Regions from separate parts of the Mus musculus genome. Here regions 1 and 3 are each linked to region 2. A link is a contact called in public HiChIP or PLAC-seq data. All regions are on one chromosome and are shown on one strand. Each heading gives the region's core, a stretch centred on a gene start, on an enhancer-like site or on the middle of the called end of the contact. The rest is flanking DNA. Distances are from core to core; before and after follow the strand shown.

The links. HiChIP or PLAC-seq counts read pairs in DNA pulled down with a chosen protein or histone mark.
Region 1: a contact with region 2 is called in an H3K4me3 HiChIP or PLAC-seq map of pro-B cells, with 8 times the contacts expected there. The contact joins the promoter of Wdr43 here to the enhancer-like site in region 2. A contact is called at or near these places in 7 of 39 promoter capture datasets (the 3T3-L1 cell line, 3T3-L1-derived adipocytes, cranial neural crest and 4 more) and 2 of 115 datasets of contacts at active chromatin or transcription factors (embryonic stem cells and pro-B cells).
Region 3: an H3K27ac HiChIP or PLAC-seq map of large pre-B cells shows a contact between it and region 2, with 7 times the contacts expected there. The contact joins the promoter of Ndc80 here to the enhancer-like site in region 2. A contact is called at or near these places in 8 of 39 promoter capture datasets (the 3T3-L1 cell line, 3T3-L1-derived adipocytes, the C10 cell line and 3 more) and 1 of 115 datasets of contacts at active chromatin or transcription factors (large pre-B cells).

The regions. Positions count from the first base shown.
Region 1 is chr17:71,613,255-71,617,573 of GRCm38.p6, reverse strand. It overlaps Wdr43 (WD repeat domain 43), which reads right to left and starts at 1,359. Exons shown (of 18, transcript NM_175639.1): 1 at 1,089-1,359. The coding sequence starts at 1,313. It overlaps Gm30091 (a long non-coding RNA gene), which reads left to right and starts at 4,190. Exons shown (of 3, transcript XR_385737.3): 1 at 4,190-4,230.
Region 2 is chr17:73,257,221-73,261,506 of GRCm38.p6, reverse strand. No RefSeq gene overlaps it. Among named protein-coding and RNA genes, the nearest start is that of E330032C10Rik, 8.4 kb to the right of the region's middle. Within about 2 kb of position 2,681, at least 94 of the 459 cell types and tissues checked have an H3K27ac peak or open chromatin away from gene starts, as enhancers often do. A contact at or near this core is called in pre-B cells and pro-B cells, where this site is marked.
Region 3 is chr17:71,524,043-71,528,141 of GRCm38.p6, reverse strand. It overlaps Ndc80 (NDC80 kinetochore complex component), which reads left to right and starts at 1,285. Exons shown (of 17, transcript NM_023294.2): 1 at 1,285-1,431; 2 at 2,400-2,509. The coding sequence starts at 2,409. It also overlaps a transcript of Spdya not described here.

The sequences.
Region 1 (4,319 bases), core at 110-2,609, 1.6 Mb after region 2:
CTGAGTGTTAGTAAGTACTCTCACCACTTTACAGGACTGTTAAGTTAAAAAGAAAACTGTATAAAGTTAAAAAAAAAAGTGCAGCAGCTCTAATGCTGACAATTACATAACTTTCACAAATCTGATTATGTTTGACTTATAGGGCCTCATATCTGCTCTTTGTCACCAAGAAAAGCTGGAATCCGGTAAGTAGCTAACCACTGTCACACAGAGTATAGCAACTTAGATAAAATAAATTTATGTGAAAGTTTACTCTTGGGATGGGAAGGAGTAAGCTATCCCAACAACTTTAACATCAGTGACAGCAAAACGTCACATATTTTAGGATACCTTTTACACCGGTTCCAGATTTTTGCCTGCCGACTGCCTAACCACGTGCGTGCCGAGATCTAACCGGGTGAGTCAACAGTGAGCAGCATTTACCTGACAGCGAAAAGGATTCCCTAACTAAGCAGTTTCCCAACTACGAGAGAAAAAAAAAAAATCACCAGGACCTACATCATATGCCCTACTCTATTTCACTGTACCTCCGCTGAGAAAGAAGGGAACTTAGAAATGGAAAAGAGTTTGTGGGACGACGAATCCCACAACCTAGAGGCAGAAGGGAACACGTGTTGAACACGCATCCGAGCCGAGGGAAGGGGCTCCCGGAAGGAACTTAACCTAGACGTGCGCATTCCAAGTGCCCAAAGCAAAACCAATACCGGGGTCCGGGATGCGGAAGCGCGAGACGGTCCTAAAGTGCGCACCGGGTAGCTCTGATGGGGACCCAGGCCTGGGAAGTCTGAGGCCGCCCCCCGGGGGAGCAGAGGCTTCGATGAACATGGCGGCCCAGAAGCAGCCGGGGTGCAGACCTCGTGGAGACCGCGGGATCGGGCCGCACCCTCCCGCAGCCCCCCTCGGGCCAGGCCGCACTTTGCAGCCGCGGCGCCGGCCCAAGCGCGCCGCCGGCCCGGCTCCGCGCCTCCTCTCTCCCGGGACGCCCCGGGCCACGCGCGCCAGGGGTGCCACGCGCCTCGCCGCCCGGCCCGGGATGCCGCAGCCCGGCAGGAGGTCCCCGTCCCCGTCGCCGTCCCCGCTCATCCTACCTTGGCCTGCAGCCGTGCTGGCGCCCAGGCCAGGCAGGTGCAGGTACCGCTGAGGTGCGCGGAAGGCACGTACTCCTGGTGCAGCCGGTTGTTGGCGGTCTCCCATACTCGCAGCTGACCGTCACTAGAGGCTAAAGCGAAGTAGGCTTGACTGTCCGGCGAGAAGGCGCAGGGGACCCCCGCCGGGGCCAAGGGGTCGTAGCTACCGCCGCCTCCGGCCGCCATTGCTGCTCTGGCTCCGCGGCAGCCACGTGTTCGCCCGGGCGCAGGCGCACCGGCGCGGGGTGGGGCCTGCAGGGAGGAAGTGGGGCGGAGGGAACGCTGAGAGCCCAAGAAGTGGCTGGTCGTGACGCAGGCCAGCGTTTAGCCGGGCCCACCCTGTGGACGGTGGCTCAGTGGGGTCCTTCTTAACTTGTCCTGCGAAGGAAGCGCGAGGGGAAGTGATTTGCATACTACCGAGCCAGATCCTTCTTTTAAAACTACGTCCTATGAAACAACTAGACGAAATGTTTAAAAGAAATATTTACTTACATCTCCGAGATTGTAACAGCTGTTTCCATGTTTCTTTAGTCTCTTCGAGGACGTGGCCATGTACGTACAATAATTATCCAATCATAGTTCTATCAAAGTTAGAGTTGGGGCTTGAAGAAACAAGATGCCTCTTTTATCTGTGTTAACACACAGAGATACTATTGGACAAGAGAGGAGGTCAAGTTGGGTGTAAATAAAGAATCCGGGCGGTGGTGCCTCACGCCTTTAATCCCAGCACTTGGGAGGCAGAGGCAGGCGGATTTTTGAGTTCGAGGCCAGCCTGGTCTACAGAGTGAGTTCCAGGACAGCCAGGGCTATACAGAGAAACCCTGTCTCAAAAAACAAAAAACAACACACACACACACACACACACACACACAAAAGAAAAAAAAAAAAAAAGAAAAGAGAAACCAAACATATATTCCCATCTGGATGTGTGCCTTTTAATCCCAGCACTCTATCTGAGGCAGACGCAGGCACGGTCTAGAAACTGAATTCTATAACATCGAGGACTATAGGGAAACTGTCTCCAAAAGATAAATGATAGATAGATAGAAGAAATTTTTTCCTTATTTTATTGGTTCTTTTTTTTTAATTATTGGTTATTTTGTTTATTTAAATTTCAAATGTTACCCCCCCCCCGGGTTTCCTCTCCTAGAACCCCCATCCTACCCACCTCCCCCAGGCTGCTTCCTCACCCACATGCACACTCCCGCCCCACCACTCTAGCATTCCCCTACGCCGGGGCATCATGTCTTCACAGGACCAAGGGCCTCCACTCCCTTTGACGACAAACAAGGCCATCCTCTGCTACATATGCAGCTGGAGCCATGGGTCCCTCCTGTGTACTCTTTGGTTGATGGTTTAGTCTCTGGGAGCTCTGATGGTACTGGTTGGTTGATGTTGTTCTTCCAATGGGGCTGCAAGAGCCTCTCAGGAGACATCCATATCAGGCTCCTATCAGCAAGCACTTCCTGGCATCAGCAATAGTATTTAGGTTTGGTGGCTGTATATGGGATGGATCTCCAGGTGGGGCAGTCTCTGGAAGGCCTTTCCTTTAGTCTCTGCTCCACTCTTTGTCCATGTATTTCCTTTAAACAGGAGCAATTCTGGGTTAAAATTTTGAGAAGGGTTAATGGCCCCATCTCTCAACCAGGGACCGTGCCTAACCTCTGGATACAGGTTCTCTCTCCCCTTTGTTGGGTAATTCAGCTAAAGTCATCCCCCTTGGGTCCTGTAAACCTCTTGCTTTCCTAGCGTCTGGGACTTTCTGTTAGCTACCCATCCCCGTTGCTACATGCCTATGTTCAATTTCCTTACCCTCTATAGATCTCCCCTGCTCCTCCCACACCTGTTCCTGCACCCCCCCTCTTTTCCTCTTCCCCTCCTACATTCCTCCCAAGTCTCACTCACCCTCTACCTCCCATGATTATTTTGTTCCCCCTTCTAAGTAGGACTGAAGCATCCACACTTTGGTCTTCGTTCTTCTTGACCTTCATATGGTCTGTAAGTCATATCATGGGTATTCTGGGCTTTTTTCCTAATATCCACTTATCAATGAGTATATACCATGTGTGTTCTTTTGTGACTGTGTTACCTCACTCAGGGTGATATTTTCTAGTTCCAATCATTTGCCTGTGAATTTCATGAAGTCATTGTTTTTTAATGGCTGAGTAGTACTCCATTGTGTAAATGTACCATATTTTCTGTATCTTTTCCTCTCTTGAGGAACAACTGGGTTGTTTCCAGTTTCTTCTGGCTATAATAAATAAGGCTGCTATGAACATAGTGGAGCATATGTCCTTGTTATACGTTGGAGCATTTTTTGGGTATATGCCCAGGAGTGGTATAGCTGGGTCCTCAGGTAGTACTATTATTGAAAGACTCCGAGAGGAGCCCCTCGCTCAGGCCTCGGGACAATAGCGGACACATAAGAACTCACAAGAGAACAAACTTGATGCAAACCACATTAGGCTTTATTTGGGGAAAGCCAGAGCTCTGGGGACGACTCATATCCCACACAGGGGTAGAGGAGTCACCTCCACGGGAAAGAGGTCCCAGTTTTTATAGGCCCTCAGGGGAGAAAGGAAAAGGGAGAGTAGGAGATTTCCAGATCTAAACAATGTCTATCAATGGGTATGGGAGGGGTACAAGGAAAGAGTCTGGTGCAGGTGTAACAACTCCGGATTGGCCTGGCTGTGGTTGCTGGGGGAGATTTTTCCGACTCTTCCCCAGCAGCCAATATCACAAACACCTGGCAATGGGCTTCATCAGTGGGCACACACATGGGTTCAAAGAACAGTCAAAACATTGGCAGACACACGGGTTCAAGGAGTGGCCAGAGCATTGTGCACCTCTATTTTTCTAAATCAGTGAAGCTAGTTCTGCTAGCAATGAAATCTATCTTGCCAATTTCAGGGCTTCTGTGACCTTTTACATTCTGTCAGGATCTTTCACTATGTCCAATTTTCTGAGGAACTGCCAGACTGATTTCCAGAGTGGTTGTACCAACTTGCAATCCCACCAGCAATGAAGGAGTCTTCCTCTTTCTCCACATCCTCGACAGCATCTGCTGACACCTGAGTTTTTCTTATCTTAGCCATTCTCACTGGTAAGAGGTGGAATCTCGGGGTCATTTTGATTTGCATTTCCCTGATGACTAAGGATGTTGAACATTTCTTTAAATGCTTCTCAGCTATG
Region 2 (4,286 bases), core at 1,432-3,931:
AATAAATAAATCTTTTTTTAAAAAAAAAAAAAAAGGAGGTCTTCTTTGGACTTGGCATCTACAACTGAGAGACTTTCCAAGTCTTAGTATACTTTCCTCAGTTGCCCCACATAAACTATAGAGGGCCACTATAGGAAGTGTTGAGGATTAGGTGAAACTGCAGACTAGGGTAGCTACTCTTTAAGAGTCATTAAGTTCAGCTACATGGAACAAAGACTGAACATTCTAGACCTTTCAGCTGTCCTCTCTGCTGATGGACATGTGATGCTGTTTTGGGGACATGGTCCAACTCTCTTATTTCTATGCCCATCTAGTTGATGTGCCCTGCCTTCCATATCTACCTGGACCATTCCTGCCACCGCCTTCAAGGAGCTGCTATCACTTTGCTCTAAGTCTGATTCTTCCTTTTGCCTCCCCTGCATGTTTTATTCATGTCCCAGTACAAGACATAGCCTGATCTATTCATTATAAGCTGTGTGTGTGAACACATCTCTTCATTGCATGGCTAGAAGTTAAGACGGTCAGTGCTGTGTCTTGGTCGCAGAGTTTAACCATGGCAGGTGACCCAGAGATGTTCCAGGAGCTATGCTATCTTAGAACTAAGGACCCCCCACCATCATGTTGTGTGTACTTGACTTCACCCCCTCCACCATGTCATCTCATGAGACTTCTCAAACTCCCTCCACTCCTACAATGGATTTGGGTTAAAAGAGGTCCAACTCCAAAAAGAGCCACTGGGCATCACCCTTCTTTCATTGCAGTAGTTACAATATCTGACTAGAAGAAGCTTACAGGGTATTATAGTTTCATCTGTGTTGTGATAAAGGAAACTCTGGCAAAAATCAACTTTGGAAAGGAAAGGGTTTATTAAGGGAACATCAAGGCAGGCACTGCAGCAGTGAGTGACATCATATCCACAGTCAACAGCAGAGAGAAATGAATCCATCTTGCTGCCTACTTTCTCTTATCTAGCTTTTTCTTATCTTGTATAATTTAGGACTCCAAACCCCCAGGGAAGGATGTCACCCAAAATGGACAAGACACTTCCCAAAAGACATAGCCATAGGCCAACTTGATTAAGGTAACTTACTAAAACTTTCTTCCTAGCTAATTCTAGTTGCCTCAAGGTGACAATAAAAGCTAACCATCTCAAGACAAGATTTACAGTTCACAGAGATACAATCTGTCACACAGGGAAGTCACAGCAACTGAAATATGTGGAGACTTGTCACCTTGCTACATTGTTTGACTCGTCACATTGCTACATTGTTTCTGTGAGCAAGCAAAGAGAGATGACCGCTGATGCTCAACTGACATTCTCCTTTTCATCCAATCTGTACCCCAGCTCATGAAACTGTATTGCACATTCTTCAGCTAGCCCCTTCTAGAAATACCCTGATAGACACAGGGATGTGTTTCCATGTTGATTCTAAATCCAGTCAAGTTGATGGTGAAGATTAACCATCACAGGCTCTAAGGAACCATGTATGAACTGACACATATACTCGTGTTGGCTAGCCTTGTGTCAACACAAACTAGAGTTACCTGCAAAGAGAGAACCACAATTGAGAAAAATGCTTCTATCAAATCCCATTATAGGCGGGCCTGTAGGGCATTTTCTTAGTGGTTGATGGGAAAAGGCTCAACCCATCATAGGTGATGCCATCCCTGGGTCCTACGTTCTATTAGAAAACTAGCTAAGCAGGCCAGTAAGCAGGACCCCTCCATGGCCTCTGCATCAGCTCCTGCCTCCAGGTTCTTACCCTGTTTGGGTTCCTGCCTTGACTTCCTTCAATGATGATCAGCAATATGAGAGTGTAAACCAAATAAACCCTGTCTGCCCCAAACCTGAGCAAAATGAAAGCCAAACTTGGATTTTGATCATGGGGATTTGTTGCAGCAATAGAAACCCTAACAAAGACGACGTTGCATCGCATTGTCTCACTGATATCAGACAACCCCAAGCTATAAGGTCACCACTGACTAGATAGTCACACTTCATTAGAAATGTCTTCTCTCTGCTCTGTCCCAGTAAACTTGTTCAGTCACAAGCATGTTTGGAAAGAAAAAGAACTTGGGCTGGTGAGATGGCTCAGTGGGTAAGAGCACCGACTGCTCTTCTGAAGGTCTGGAGTTCAAATCCCAGCAACCACATGGTGGCTCACAACCATCTGTAACGAGATCTGACTCCCTCTTCTGGAGTGTCTGAAGACAGCTACAGTGTACTTACATATAACCAATAAATAAATCTTTTAAAAAAATTATTTCTGTCAATTATTAAAAAAAAAGAAAGAAAGAAAGAAAAAGAACTGAAGGCAGTGGACTGATACCACAGTAGGTATGTTTGGTAAAGGTGTGTGTGTGTGGGGGGGGTCTGTGTTTGCACAACCAGGGTGGGCCTCTTTGGTTTCAGCTCCTTCAGCTACTTCCCACTTTCCCAAACCTCTGGCCCCCAGCTGACCGGCTGTGAGGTGCAGGTTAGCCCTGAGGAAGCTCTGAATCACGGTCTGAACTTCAGCCTAATGTCCTTCGCAGGCCTTGTCATTTGCAACCCGACCCACTTCTTGCTCTTCAAGCCTCCGGTTTTATGGCTGAAAACATCTGTATGGAAATGGGCTCTGCCAAAGCAGCGACTCCCCACCCTGCTTCTGCACCGGAAGTGCTGAGTGCTGGGTCGCTTCTGGCTGTTTATGACTGTTTGCTGTGGAAACGGCTGGATTCACCGGGCCCTTAGAGGCAGCAGGTGCAGAGGGAACCGGGAGAGCAAATGAGTTCACGAGAGAGTTCCTGTGCCTGCTTCTCACTGAGACCTGGAGGAGCAGAGAATGCAGCCAGATCCATTGAAGGACAACACAGGCATAAGAAAACCTGGGGGGAGGGGCGTGGCGCGGTGAGCTGGATATTAAATGACCCCCAGATGCAGGGCTGAGAAATCCCCTCATAGCTGACTCTGAGCTTGACCACAATATCTATCTATATCTATATATAGAGAGAGAATCCTTCTGGCTGACAGTGCTCCTTGCTTCTTTGCATGCGAGCCTGATCTCTTGCTCCAGCCTGCTGGGCTCTGTTGCTGGGCTCTGGAAAGCACATCTCAGGGATGCCAACCATTCAGAAATGAGCTTCTGGAAAGGCACAGCACCTGCCCACCTAGTCGGCTCTCCCCCTGTGGAGAAAATTTAGACAAGAAGGATCAAGAGAAAGGCAGAGAGACACTGGGCTCACTACGCAAATGCATGAAATCAGTTCACTAACTGTTCTTAAGGATACTAATAGGCCAGTGGGTTTTCAGGATAAGACTCACCAGGATAAGGTACCTACCCAGAGGTTTCCCATGAAGGAGGGGGTCCCACCACCAGGTGAGAACACAAAACCCCATGGCAGCTAAGGTATACTTTTACTCTAAGCTTAGAATGTTAAGCCCTTACTGTGCACAGAGTGAAGTGTTAGCTCTGTAAAGACAGATTCTGGCCCTGGGATCCTTACTGCTCTCTAGAGAACACAAACCCTTTCAGTGCTGTGAGGCCTAAGAAAGGACGTTGGAAAGGGGAGGGGGGACTGGTTAGCGTGCGCAAATCACCCTCGAGGGCGGCGGATAGGAGCTTGGAGTTTCATGTGGAGATTTCCCGGTCAGAGTTGAACCAAGTGCAGAATGGAGGAAGGGAGATGAATGGTTGAAGGGAATAGCTTTGCGTCCACAAGAAAGGTCCAAGAAGGCAACCTCTTCAACCTCATGTGTACACAGGGCCTTGTGTGCACAGCTAGCCGGGAGAGAGGTCCTCTCTGTGCGCATCTCTGGATAGCCACTGATAGTAACTGTCAATCAATGCAGTCGCTGACTGATGAAATGGGTCTTCCGTTTCAGAGTCAAAAGGCCCCTTCTCTGCTGGTATAGAATGACGAGTCTACAATGGACAGATGACAGGCTCAGAACCCATTAGTAATGTTGGCTTGCAGAGGCCAATTCAGCAAGTCCTCTGGAACCAGAATGAAGCCTAGGGGTGAAGCTGGGCTCTGCTCTTTCTGCTCCCTCTTAACACATAGCCAACTGTTCTCCGTAGCTACAGCTCCCGGGACCCCAATAAAGAGTTGTGTCATAGGAGAGATGGATGTCTAGAATGTTCTAATGTTCCTTCAAGGTCAAGGCCATCTGTGCATAGCTCATTCCTCTGCGGTAGGAATGGTTATCTGGACCAAGGTCAGGTACATGTCTTTAGTTTCTCTATCCTTCATTCTACCACCCATGGTGAGTTCACTGCCTTCCCCACCTGTTCCTTCTTTTGGAA
Region 3 (4,099 bases), core at 36-2,535, 1.7 Mb after region 2:
CAGTAACTAGGTTTTACAGAACATTTTTATCTTCACTTAAGATATGTTTTGCATTTCTGGATATAGCTTTATTATAATGTAGTGGAAACCTTAAGAGAAAACCGAATAAAAAATAAATTAAAGGCTCGTCTAATAGCATTTATAGTCAAATTTCTTATGCAACTGACTGCAGAATAGTGTTTGTTTCTTAAAGACAGAGAGTCACTAGGTTGCCCTGGTGTATGCCAGGTCCATCAAACTGGCCTCAAATTCAAGACTCTCTCGGGTGTGGACCCTGCCCCACATACAAACTAAAGTCATTGAATTCACTGAGCCTCAAAATTATCTCTTTAGTTTTTGGAGTTGTTTGTACGTGTGGGTTTTGTTTGGGGTGGTTTTGCTTGGGTTTGTTGGTTGTTTTGTTTTGATATAGTGTCTATGTTGCTCTAGCTGTCCCGGATCTCACTAGGTAAACCAGGATGGTCAGAGATTCCCCCACAACCTACCCCCACCCCACCCCCGCTTCCAGAGCGTGGAAATTAAAGGTGTGTACCACAACGCCCGACTAAAACGATCATTTTTATGTTCTAATGCCATTAGTTTCAAGAAGTAAATGAACTGCCGCTTACAGAGTCTGAAATATAATGCCTGCTAATATATCTGCTGACTACTATTTGGTGATGGAGATCTTCGTGATACCTGAGATTTTGGTTTCCCAGTAGAGACGTAAAGTGAGGAGTCACTGTGACCGCTAGGGAACCTCAAACTCAAAAAAGGACTGCTTAGCTCAAAACTAGCTAACGGCACAATAATGCCGAGAGCCAGGAATCTACACTTTAGCCCAGGGACAGGCCACCACCATCCGGGAACTAGTAACGCCTGCTTGTTGTTCCGAGGCTGGGCGGCGGGAATCCAGAGCACTTGAGGAAGCCTGATGTTAAATATCCCTCAGGCTCGTCCACCGCCACACTCGACAGCCTCTCCTAACGTCAGGAACCTCACGCCGCCTCATAGGCTTGGGTCCTGGCCTCCATCCTATCGGAGACAAACCCGCGCTTTCTACTTCCAGGACGCAGCCATATTGCTGTACGGAACTTGATTCCAGGAGGGCTCGGGCCGCTCCGCCCGGACAGCCCTACTCGTCCTAGATGCCAGCTTCCCGGACAGGGCGGGACTCCCTTCGGGTCACCGACGCTAACGACGACCTGGGAAGAGCCCAGAGCTCGCTTGGCCCCCGATGCGGACACTTCCGGCGACGAGGGCGGGCGCTGAGCGAGCGCGCATGCGTACTCGCCGTCGCAGTCCTGACGTCAGCGCGGGCGGAAACTTTAAAATTCAAACCGCCTTGGGTTGACGGAAGCGGACGCTCTGGTTTGGGCGGCTGTTTTCGTGTGCAGTCGTGCGGTTTACGGAAAGCTGGGCGCCGGGTCTCGTTGAGAAGCTGAGCGAAAGGTAACTGCTGAGATGGGATCAGCTCTGTGTTAAAATGGTCCGCGGCGCTGGAGCTGACTGTTGCGAGGGAGCTGGGGTGGGATCTGCCCGGCTCTGCAACGTTTGTAGCGGGAGAAGGCGATGCTAACAGGTGGGGACTGACAGGGGGAAAGCTGATTGGTGTGTTGTGTACCCGTGCTGATGCTGCAACTTAAAAGCCTGGTATGGACATGACTGGAAACCAGTGAAATCATGAGAGTAAAACTAGGTTGAACGCAAGCCACCAAAACAAGGAGGGGTGTGGCTCAGTGCTCAGCGCTCAGCCCAGCTTGCTAAAGGGTCTGACTCTCCACCCCTAGCTCAAGACAAAACAACAACAATAAAAATGCGATCTGTCTAACCCTCTGTGGAAGCTAGGGCCGAGTGCATAGTGTCTGATGCTGCAGAGATGAAGACAGACTCCAACGTAGACATTATTTTGATACTTGTTTTAAAAGCGGGAGCAGCCTGTGTTGTAAACCGGATTGTTTATCTTTGTTGAAAGGTGTTGCAGTAAATCTCCAACCCAAATAAGCCCAGGCAATGAAAACACAACTTAATTAATATGAATACATGCTGTGCGCCTACATTGGGCAGATCTATCACTACACTACCATCTTCCCCATATAAGAGACCCCTTAGAACTTCTCCAGGCCAGGTGCTTCTGCTCTACTTTCCTTCTCCTCAGTCGTCCCCTCTCCTTTTCTCCCAAAACTTTCAGCTCCATCTTCCCCTCTTTTTTCTGCCTCGTTTTTTTCTACTTGAAGTTGCGTAGGTGTTCTTTGTAAGAACTTCGGTTTACATGGACAAATAAATATAGCATACAAGGAAACGATTGTTGTACAGAAACAAACTTAGTTGCTTTCCTACTAGAGGATAAAGATAATAATTGTTGCTCGTTGAATTGCTTGAGTCTGGAACATTTTCCTAACGCTGAAATCCTGAATTAGGTTTCGAGAATGAAGCGCAGTTCAGTTTCCACCTGTGGTGCTGGCCGCCTCTCTATGCAGGAGTTAAGGACCCTGGACCTCAATAAGCCAGGCCTTTATACCCCTCAAACGTAAGTGCCTCCCCTGTGCTTCTCAGCTGCTTACTTTACTGTCTAGAGAAAAAAAAAAAGTGCCAGAAATGGTTAGTACAAAAGTGTAAGTGATGTCTTGGTGACTCCTGTCTCCTCCCAGTAGTACTGGATTAGGGGGAGGGGGGCAATGAAATATAAAAGTGGACACGATGCTAGGTTTTAGCTCGTTGTCTCTCCAATTCCCATAGTCAGATTCTTTACTGGGCGTGCTATAAAATAATTGTCAATGCTTGCTTTCCTCTTATTCCTTTGTTATTAGCCGTTTAAGTAGGCACCATGGTATTACTCATTATTTATTAAGATGTTTCCAAATACTAAAGGTAGTAATAAAATGGAAGCAGATTTATTTGTTTTGGTGATAAGCTATAACATAATTTCCTCAAGTTTGGGGGCAGGTGTCCAAGGGAACGTGCTACATAGCTCGGTGTGGTCACACACACACCCCTACAATTCCAGTATTCAAAAGGCTCTAAGAAGAAGATGGCTCAGGGCTGGAGAGATGGCTCAGCGGTTAAGAACACTGACTGCTCTTCCAAAGGTCCTGAGTTCAAATCCCAGCAACCACATGGTGGCTCACAGCCATCTGTAATGAGATCTTATGCCCTCTCCTGGGGTGTCTGAAGACAGCTACAGTGTACTTACATATACTAAATAAAGCTTTAAAGAAAAAAAAAAGAGAAGATGATGATGATGATGGCTCAATGTGAATTTAAGGCCAGTGTGGCTATATAGTAAGTTCCCCAGCTTGTATAGTTCACAGAACAACCAACCAACGAATTTCTTATGGTAAACATCAGTTTTTCTCTCTGAGATTGCTCTTCCAGTTAACAGAAGGCTCTCTCTAACCCTATATCCTATAAAGTCTACATATAAGCTAGCTACTTAAAAAGCCATTCGTAAACACTTGTATTGATATAGTATAAGGCTCCACTACTTTTTTTGTTTGTTTGGGGTGTTTGTTTGTTTGTTTGTTTTTGAGACAGGGTTTCTCTGGCTGTCCTAGAATTCACTTTGTAGAGCAGGCTGGCCTCGAACTCAGAAATTTGCCTGCCTCTGCCTCGCCAACTGCTGGGATTAAAGGTGTGTACCACTACCGGTGCCTGGTGAGGCTCTACTATTAGAAATGTGAACTATTTACATATTTTCTTTCTGGATACTTGAAGCACTTTTTTTTTAACCATGATACATTTCTTAGACCAAAAAAGATTTGTGCATTGAATTGTACTTAAAATGTTACCATTGCCATTTTTCTTATAGTTTAGAAAATAATGGCTTAAATGGCTATACCTAGTTCCATGCTGAAAGAAAAATTTTGAGTCTGAGGCTAACCCAAACTACATACTGAGTCCTAGGACATCCTGGAATACAGACTTAAGACCCTATCTCAAAAATTTAAAAAGTAAACTTTAAAAGAAAGAAATTCAAACAAAGCTGTCACCCAAAAATTAAGTACTTCTTCTATTTTTATTCATAAAGCATATATTTTTTTAAACCTACTTTAATCAGGGTTTTTGGGTTTTTTTTTTGTTTGTTTTTTTAGATAAATTTATTTTATGTATGTGAGTACCC